2 separate regions of the Hordeum vulgare genome follow, and region 1 is linked to region 2. A link is a contact called in public Hi-C data. All regions are on one chromosome and are shown on one strand. Each heading gives the region's core, a stretch centred on a gene start, on an enhancer-like site or on the middle of the called end of the contact. The rest is flanking DNA. Distances are from core to core; before and after follow the strand shown. Region 1 has its middle 290 kb from the start of LOC123442999. Region 2 has its middle 110 kb from the start of LOC123442999.

The links. A called contact is a pair of places that touch in the nucleus more often than the background predicts.
Region 1: a Hi-C map of seedling shows a contact between it and region 2, with 4 times the contacts expected there. The contact joins two enhancer-like sites. A contact is called at or near these places in 3 of 6 Hi-C or Micro-C datasets (leaf and seedling).

Annotation. Positions count from the first base shown.
Region 1 is chr1H:434,151,439-434,154,997 of MorexV3_pseudomolecules_assembly, reverse strand. No RefSeq gene overlaps it. Among protein-coding and RNA genes, the nearest start is that of LOC123442999, 290 kb to the right of the region's middle. Within about 2 kb of position 1,302, at least 3 of the 3 cell types and tissues checked have open chromatin away from gene starts, as enhancers often do. A contact at or near this core is called in leaf and seedling, where this site is marked.
Region 2 is chr1H:433,753,700-433,757,303 of MorexV3_pseudomolecules_assembly, reverse strand. No RefSeq gene overlaps it. Among protein-coding and RNA genes, the nearest start is that of LOC123442999, 110 kb to the left of the region's middle. Within about 2 kb of position 1,888, at least 3 of the 3 cell types and tissues checked have open chromatin away from gene starts, as enhancers often do. A contact at or near this core is called in leaf and seedling, where this site is marked.

The DNA of each region.
Region 1 (3,559 bases), core at 53-2,552, 400 kb before region 2:
AAAACGCCAAAAACACGTGGAAAAAATAAACAAAATTCGAAGAAAATGCTTAAAACGCGACACGTGACGATGGCTGAGAACACGTCAAGTTATGGGCAGTAAATAGTACTCCCTCCGTCTCAAAATAAGTGATTCAAAAATAACTCAACTTTGCACTAACTTTAGTACAAAGTTGAGTCACTTTTGAGTCACTTATTTTCAGACGGAGGGAGTATATTCCAAGGGCAGCGCTCTGCGTCGGCGATTCGTCCGGCCGCGCGCGGCCCGCCCGATCCGCCAGTTGTAACCGTTAGATCTCTATGGAGCAAAAAAATCGATGCAACAAATTTCGTCCACGATGTAGCAATTTCGTCCACGGTTACAACAAAAATATAGTTGTAGCAAAAAAATATCAACGTGATCGTAACAAAAAATAGAAGCTGATGATGCGTATTAGCAAGACAAAATAAGGGTTGTAACAAAACAATCCGGTGAACTTGGATTGCAACTCTGACGAACGTGTATGCAACTTGTTTAGTGAACGGTTACAACAAAAAATAATACCGGTTGTAGCAAAAATTAACACGGTTGTAGCAAAAATCAAACGGGTGTAAAAAAATTTCAACGAACTCGAGTTGCAATCAAACATGAATTTAATTTTTTTAATGAATAAATTATAGCAAAATAAGAAACGTTTATAGCAAATTTAGACGTAGTTGTACCAAATCTAATCAAAATAATGTTGCATGGCTGGCCAGTCAGGCGCGCAGGCCGCGAGCGACCGGTCAAACGATTCGGATGACGATCCGGCTGCAAGCGTTTCCCATATTCCAAGGTTCAAGGTTCAAGACCGAGAGAGAGATTCTAATTTCAAAAAAAAAAAAAAACAGAGAGAGATTCTGGGACACCTCGCGCAGTAAAATAAAAGGCCGACCGGCCCCGCAGCAGATCACCTCACGCAACAAGCGCGGCGAGTACATACAGTGGCGAGTACTGCAGGCATCGCCGATGGAGCGCATCGGTCGCTGTGGTCCATGGCCATGCGCGGGGGCCACGAGGGAGCCAACAGCCGCAGCGACGATGCGTGATCAGATCGCCCACCCCAGCAGCCCGCCTCCGTCTCCCAACCCAAGCCACGCGCAGCTTTCTCGCTCTCTTTCTTTCTTTCTTTGTTTCCCGTGGAGTGGAAGCATCTTTCCTTGACAGCTAACGACTCGGGGGCACCGATCCAAGCAGATACGCATGGCCGTGGCCGTGGGGGCCGCGCGGGCCGGGAGGACGGACGGGCGCGGCAACAAGAGGACAAGACCAGATTCTGATCTCCACACGCCTGCTGCCTGCTCCTTCTGCCTCATGCATCACCCACCACCCCCACCACACACCAGAGAGAGACGAGCGAACGAGACCCGGGGTGGCCTGCCTCCCTATCACTCACCACTGTCTGCCTGCCTGCTGGACTGGGCTGCCACCGATCCCGTTGCCGTCGCCTTCGGGGCCGTGTTTATCTCCCTCCCGCCCTGCCCTGCCCGCCCGTACCGTACCCGAAGGTTGGGCGTTGCCGTGACGCCACAGTTCTCTCCTCCACTGCACTGTGCGTCCGTGCGTGCATCTCTTCCGCCAATGCTACCGTCGATGTATGATTTGGGTCGACTCATCAGGAGAGGATGCATCTCGATCGACCGGGATCGCCATCGACTTGCCCCGGTTCCAGCTTCTTCTTATGGACAGATAAAGCAGCGGATCCAATACTAAAGTCTGCTTCTCTTGGAACTTGCACGCTCACCGTGTCACGTTTCAACTTTACTCACGCGTAACTAGCTTGGCTCGCAAGTAGTGTAGTGCTAGTAGAAGCCATCTATTCAGTATGACAATGATTTGTCCAGCTCAAGTTTCCTCGACAGGGAAAGCTCTCCAAAAATACATGACACACACGTTCGCTCTAGCTAGAGGTATATATATATATACTAATAAGTAATAACATAAAGAAGAAGCATGATTGAGCCAACTTAGACAATCAGACAAACTCCATATGATACTAGCAGCAACTCTTGTGGACCATTTGGTCGCTCATGTTCATACGGAAGCTTTGTCCCTAGCGGTCCCTGAAGAAAAAACTCCACCGGTGGAGTAGCTGTCCCGAAATCTGAGTTTTCAAGTGACAAAGGGCATCTACACACGATGACATCAGATTTGTCTCCGCACCCGTTCACGGATATGGATGCACGAGCCGCCATCCAATGCTAAGGCCAACTCCAACGCGTGACGTCAAACGAACGCTTCATTTCATTCGCTTCTTATCCGTTTGAGGGTGGTAATAGGATCGTGTCCGTATGAAGTTATGGATGTGACAGTCGTGCGTCCAACGCGAGGCCGTATTTTGGTCTCATCTCGTCCGCTGTCCGTTGTGTATGCAAAATATAAAAACATGTCCGTGTCCGTTGGTACGTCCTTTGTCACCTTTCTCCAAACGGATGCGTCACCTACGTGATAGGCACAAAATCCTGCGGTTGGCATCGTACGCCAAGCCTCGGAAGGTTGCCTCATGGGAGGGGCCTCGCGGGGTTTCCTGGCGCCTGAAGGCCCCGGTAAGGTCTGGTCTAGTGGCGAGGGGGCATGGCGAGGCACACCCCTCGCGAGGTGATTCCCTTCGGTGCGGCGAGGACGCAGTCGCCCCCCTTGGGCTGGCCCATGCATCGTCCCGAGGCCAGCAACACAGGGGCCATGGTACTCCGGGTTCCACTAGGCCAACATAACCACATACATTTGAAATCGCATTTCAATAGATTGAAGGAAATCCATGCAACCCTAAAAAAGTCATCAAAGTCCCGATATAAAATAGCATAAATCTTTTGTACATAGCATAAATCTTATTACACCCACAGCCCCAGCTGCTATACATACTGGACCAGTTACTAGAACTCGTGCACGCCAATTGAATTACCAGGTACTTTCGTTTCTTGGAAATACTTCTAATGTTCATGAACATAAGATGTTGCCTAAGTTAGATACTTTTGTTGCGCTCATGAATGAAGGACCAAGCATGGACAAGAAGGATATCCGTTGGAGCGGGATCAAGCATGGAGAAGAAGGTGCATGCGCGGGAGAGAACAATGAAGCTTTCACTGGTGATTTTCGCACTTTAAAGCCACCATAAGGAGACCATGAAGGCTTTGGACGAAATATTCAAGACGTCACTTTATAAATTTCGTCCATAGACTATTATAGGTGTTGCGCCACCTTATTTTTGGGCGAGGCCCATGTAATTTCGAAATACCATAATATAGGCTATTTTTAGAGTCCGTATGTGTGGGGAAACCGAGTTTAAGTCTGTTTTCGGACCCCTCCTCCAAGGGTCACGAAATTGCCTCTCTATTCCCTCAAATATACAGCCCTTAGGGCACCGTTTAGACTTGGATTTTGTTTAGATTACAAGTTCGTCATAGCTGCAACTTCGCGTTCTTCGTTTGTGTTCTACGACCAGACAAAGGCGTCACAAGACACCACCTTCATTAATAAAGCTTTCCTCTTATATTCGCAATATCTTCATTGCATCTTAGTTTCATGCTTGTTCTTCGTTTGC
Region 2 (3,604 bases), core at 639-3,138:
CAGCGATTCTGTCCGGCGATGGCGACCTTCAGATTCTTTCCATTATATTTCAGTGAGAGGGACATGGTGGGTTTGACACAACAAAGCTGTTCGTTTAGCTGCCTGTGCAAGGTAAGGCTTTGATGTGGCAGATCTGAACCCTCTCCCCCACCAAACCAGCATTTCTTGTATTATCATCTTCACATGTTTTCACTATATGAACAGAATTTTCAGATAGGACAAACACAGACCTGTCCTGGTTACCTTCCTGTTCACAAATCTCCTACTAGGTAATTAGTCATATCTTCATGAATAGAATCATCAAAAATAGAGGTAAAGAATGCTAGTTTGGTTTGATGCTACTTCCTCTGTATCTAAATACTTATAGCCGGAGAGAACTAAGTATATAGGGACTAGTATTTAGTAATCCCCAGTTTCCATCTTGTGATTGCTAATAACACTTTGAATTCCTGGCTTTTTGAAGGAGGGCCTAGATCAGCGAGATAGTAGTAGCTTTCTGTATTTATATTGAACCTGCTCTAGGATACAGTCGTAGTTATTGGTGGGCACAGCATCTGCAGATTCGTCTAGAAAATCTAACTGGTGAAAAGCTCGCAAATTCCCTCGAGTTAGGCAGGCCCAAAGTTTCACGCACAAGTGAGTAGCAGCTAAGCTAGGTCCAGTCAAACTGCGGCCACCACTATCTTTCACCACTGCTGCTTAGGTTCTGCTGATGGAATCAATAATATAATAATAAACTAGAGCAGACATGCTTGCTTTGTGACGCCAAGAAAGTAACATTCCCTTGCTAATCCCTTCTAGTTTAATCCAAAGGCTGGCAAGCCTCTCACACCCTCTAGAGAAGAGGATAAAAAGTTGACTGGGAGCTAAGCATTGCCTAGCACTCAAGCCACTCTTTCACTAGTATAATTGGCAAATTGTTAATTACTAGTCACCATCATGGCAAGCAGCTGAAAGCTCTTTCATGGACTCGACAGGCTTTGCTACCTGCTGCCATTTGCTTGCTTGTTTGTTCGTTTCTCCTCCAAGTGGTCCAGATGACGTGCTGATGTGAACAGTGACAGCACTTGGTGGTGGGATTTGAATTAGCTCTCACTTACTTGTGCTCTTGCTGAGTTTAACTAAAGCAGTGACAGAGATGTCTATAAATCTGGGATGCAATGTGCTACAGAGGTGGTGAATTTCAGGCTCCCAGGTGTTGATTAGTCCTCTGTGTCCAATGGACAGGACTGGAGTGGGTTTTGCTCAACTGTCTTGTTGTGGAATAAAAAAGGGGTAAAGATATGTTGAGGCCAGTCTTGTGGCATGACAGCATCACCTTTGGATGTTTGTTGCTGACTCAAGTTCCCAACAACAACCATAGATAGATAGATAACAAGGAGCCCCATTTCCCAGCCAGTGAACCGCTTTCCTCATGGAACCAGGGGTGGGTAACAGTGGTGCCAAGATCAATCCAACCCACTCACAAAAGATGTATCCAAGCTGCAAATCCTTGTGCTGCTGTTTCCACAGGAGATGAACTCAGCTGGGAAAGGGGAAATAAATAGCTTCCAAGACCAAGAGAGAGAACAGCTGGTATAGATAGTAAGATATGGTTGCATCACATCAAGGCACATGCTTAGATTAGATGTCAACCGGATTTTAGTAAGCAAGCACTAGCTCTACTCTCTGCTTTGTTTTGTTTTGTTTTGGTACATGAGAAACCAGAAGATCTGATTGATCCCTGGTCACGACGCATACCAATACAATAATACCATATGTTTATTGGTAGCACCCATTTGGTTTCAGCCTATATTAGTACTAGTACAGTCGGTGTCAGGGAAACTTTCTAATGCTGCGTGTCAGCATGTGTAGCGTCAGAGAGTGCACATCCTGATCCAGCTGCTAGTGCTTAGTGGTGTACTGCTGTACTGTTTGTTGTAAGGTCATGCTCCTATTGTCGGTCCAGGATATATATATATTCTCCTGGACGGAAGATGCCAATCAACTACTCTAATCACCGTGCCATGCCTCCTCCGTTAATCAACTACTGCAGTCTGCAGCTGCAGGTTGACGGAATGCAGAGGTAGTCCCAAGGGAAAATGATTTCAGAGAGGAAATTCAGTTACTTGTAGCTCAGTGGTTAGCTCCATCGAAACAACTTTGCTGGACTAATATGGAGTTCATACCAAAGTACATATATGGCAGGCCGGAGGAAGGTTCAGAGGATCTGGAGGTGGCGGAGGATCATCATCGCACGCACCAAGATCTTGGAGTAGATCAGGACGTATGCAAACACAGACAAGAGATGCTTCTTGCTGGGGATACATGAACCGGGAGATGCTGCCGCTAGATATCTTATTTGGCCCCAGCTCCTCCATCAACACCTATTCTATTGTTCAAGGATCAAGATCTCTCTCTCTCTCTCTCTCTCACACACACACACACAAACGCTGCATGATTAGTATTGGCTAATCTAATTTGTTTACAAAGCAAACGAATATATACACCCACACTGATACACCTATCCACGAGGCAAGGAGATAAGCTATACTAGTACGGCCCTCCAACCCCAATCATGGCTGCCGTTCCATTGGTGCAGCCGAGAGAATCTGATTGCGTTTTAAAATGCGCGCCACTTGGTGGCAGTGAGCTCATGCCCTGATGCGGTTACGGGGGAGGTGACTAATCTAATCCTGTTGATATGGGCTCAAAGTGTTTTAATATGCGTGGGATGTGGAGAATGTGGTGGGGCTGGTTGAGGTCTCCCCGGAATGTGTTGCATCGTAGGTACACTGGATTCTGGTCTGGGGGGCAGAGCTCGGTTGCAGTTTACTATGTCAGTTTTTCTGTTCTTTTTCTTTTTCCAGACGCAGGGAATGGTGTGGGTTGCGGAATATCCTATTCGTCGTTCTGTGCGAAGCGGTGTCGGATCTTTGCACAGAGCGGGAAAGGTAACAATTTTAAATGGGCTGGCCTATTTAACAGCGTCCGATTTTGGGAACCATTTAGAGGTTTTTCCAGTCATTTTTCTCTGGTTTTGGAAAACCCAGGGAATGGTGTGAGTGGTTTGGGTTGGGTTCGAAAAATACATGTGCAAGTTCAGTCACGTCTAGGCTGCGAGAGTGGGCTAGTCGGCCCGCGGAGACAGACAAAGCGGCATCAGAATGGGCCTGGCCTATTTCCTGGCTTCCCTAGTTTATCATTGGGTTTTCTCCACGGTTTTCCTATGGTATTTCTGTTCTTTGGTTTTTATCGATAATTTTATTTTATTTTTATGTCTACTAGCAAAAAGGCCTGTGCGTTGAAATGGGAGAAAAAACACATAATCTTTGATGGCCATGACCATATTTTTCTGCATCACCAAGATACACCATCACTCTCAATTCCGTGAAATCATGAAAAAAAATCAAGCTCGTTCACATACTTGAAATTTTTAACATTTTTCACATTCGTGACCACATACATAAATTTTAGAACATTTTATGAAATCAAGAAATTCCGTGAATTCATGAATATTTTATACTATTTTAATATATATTTTAGAAAACGGTGAACATTTTCTTCAATCGGAAAGCATTTCCAGAATCTACAAACAATGTTTTGGAAAATGGTGGAACAATTG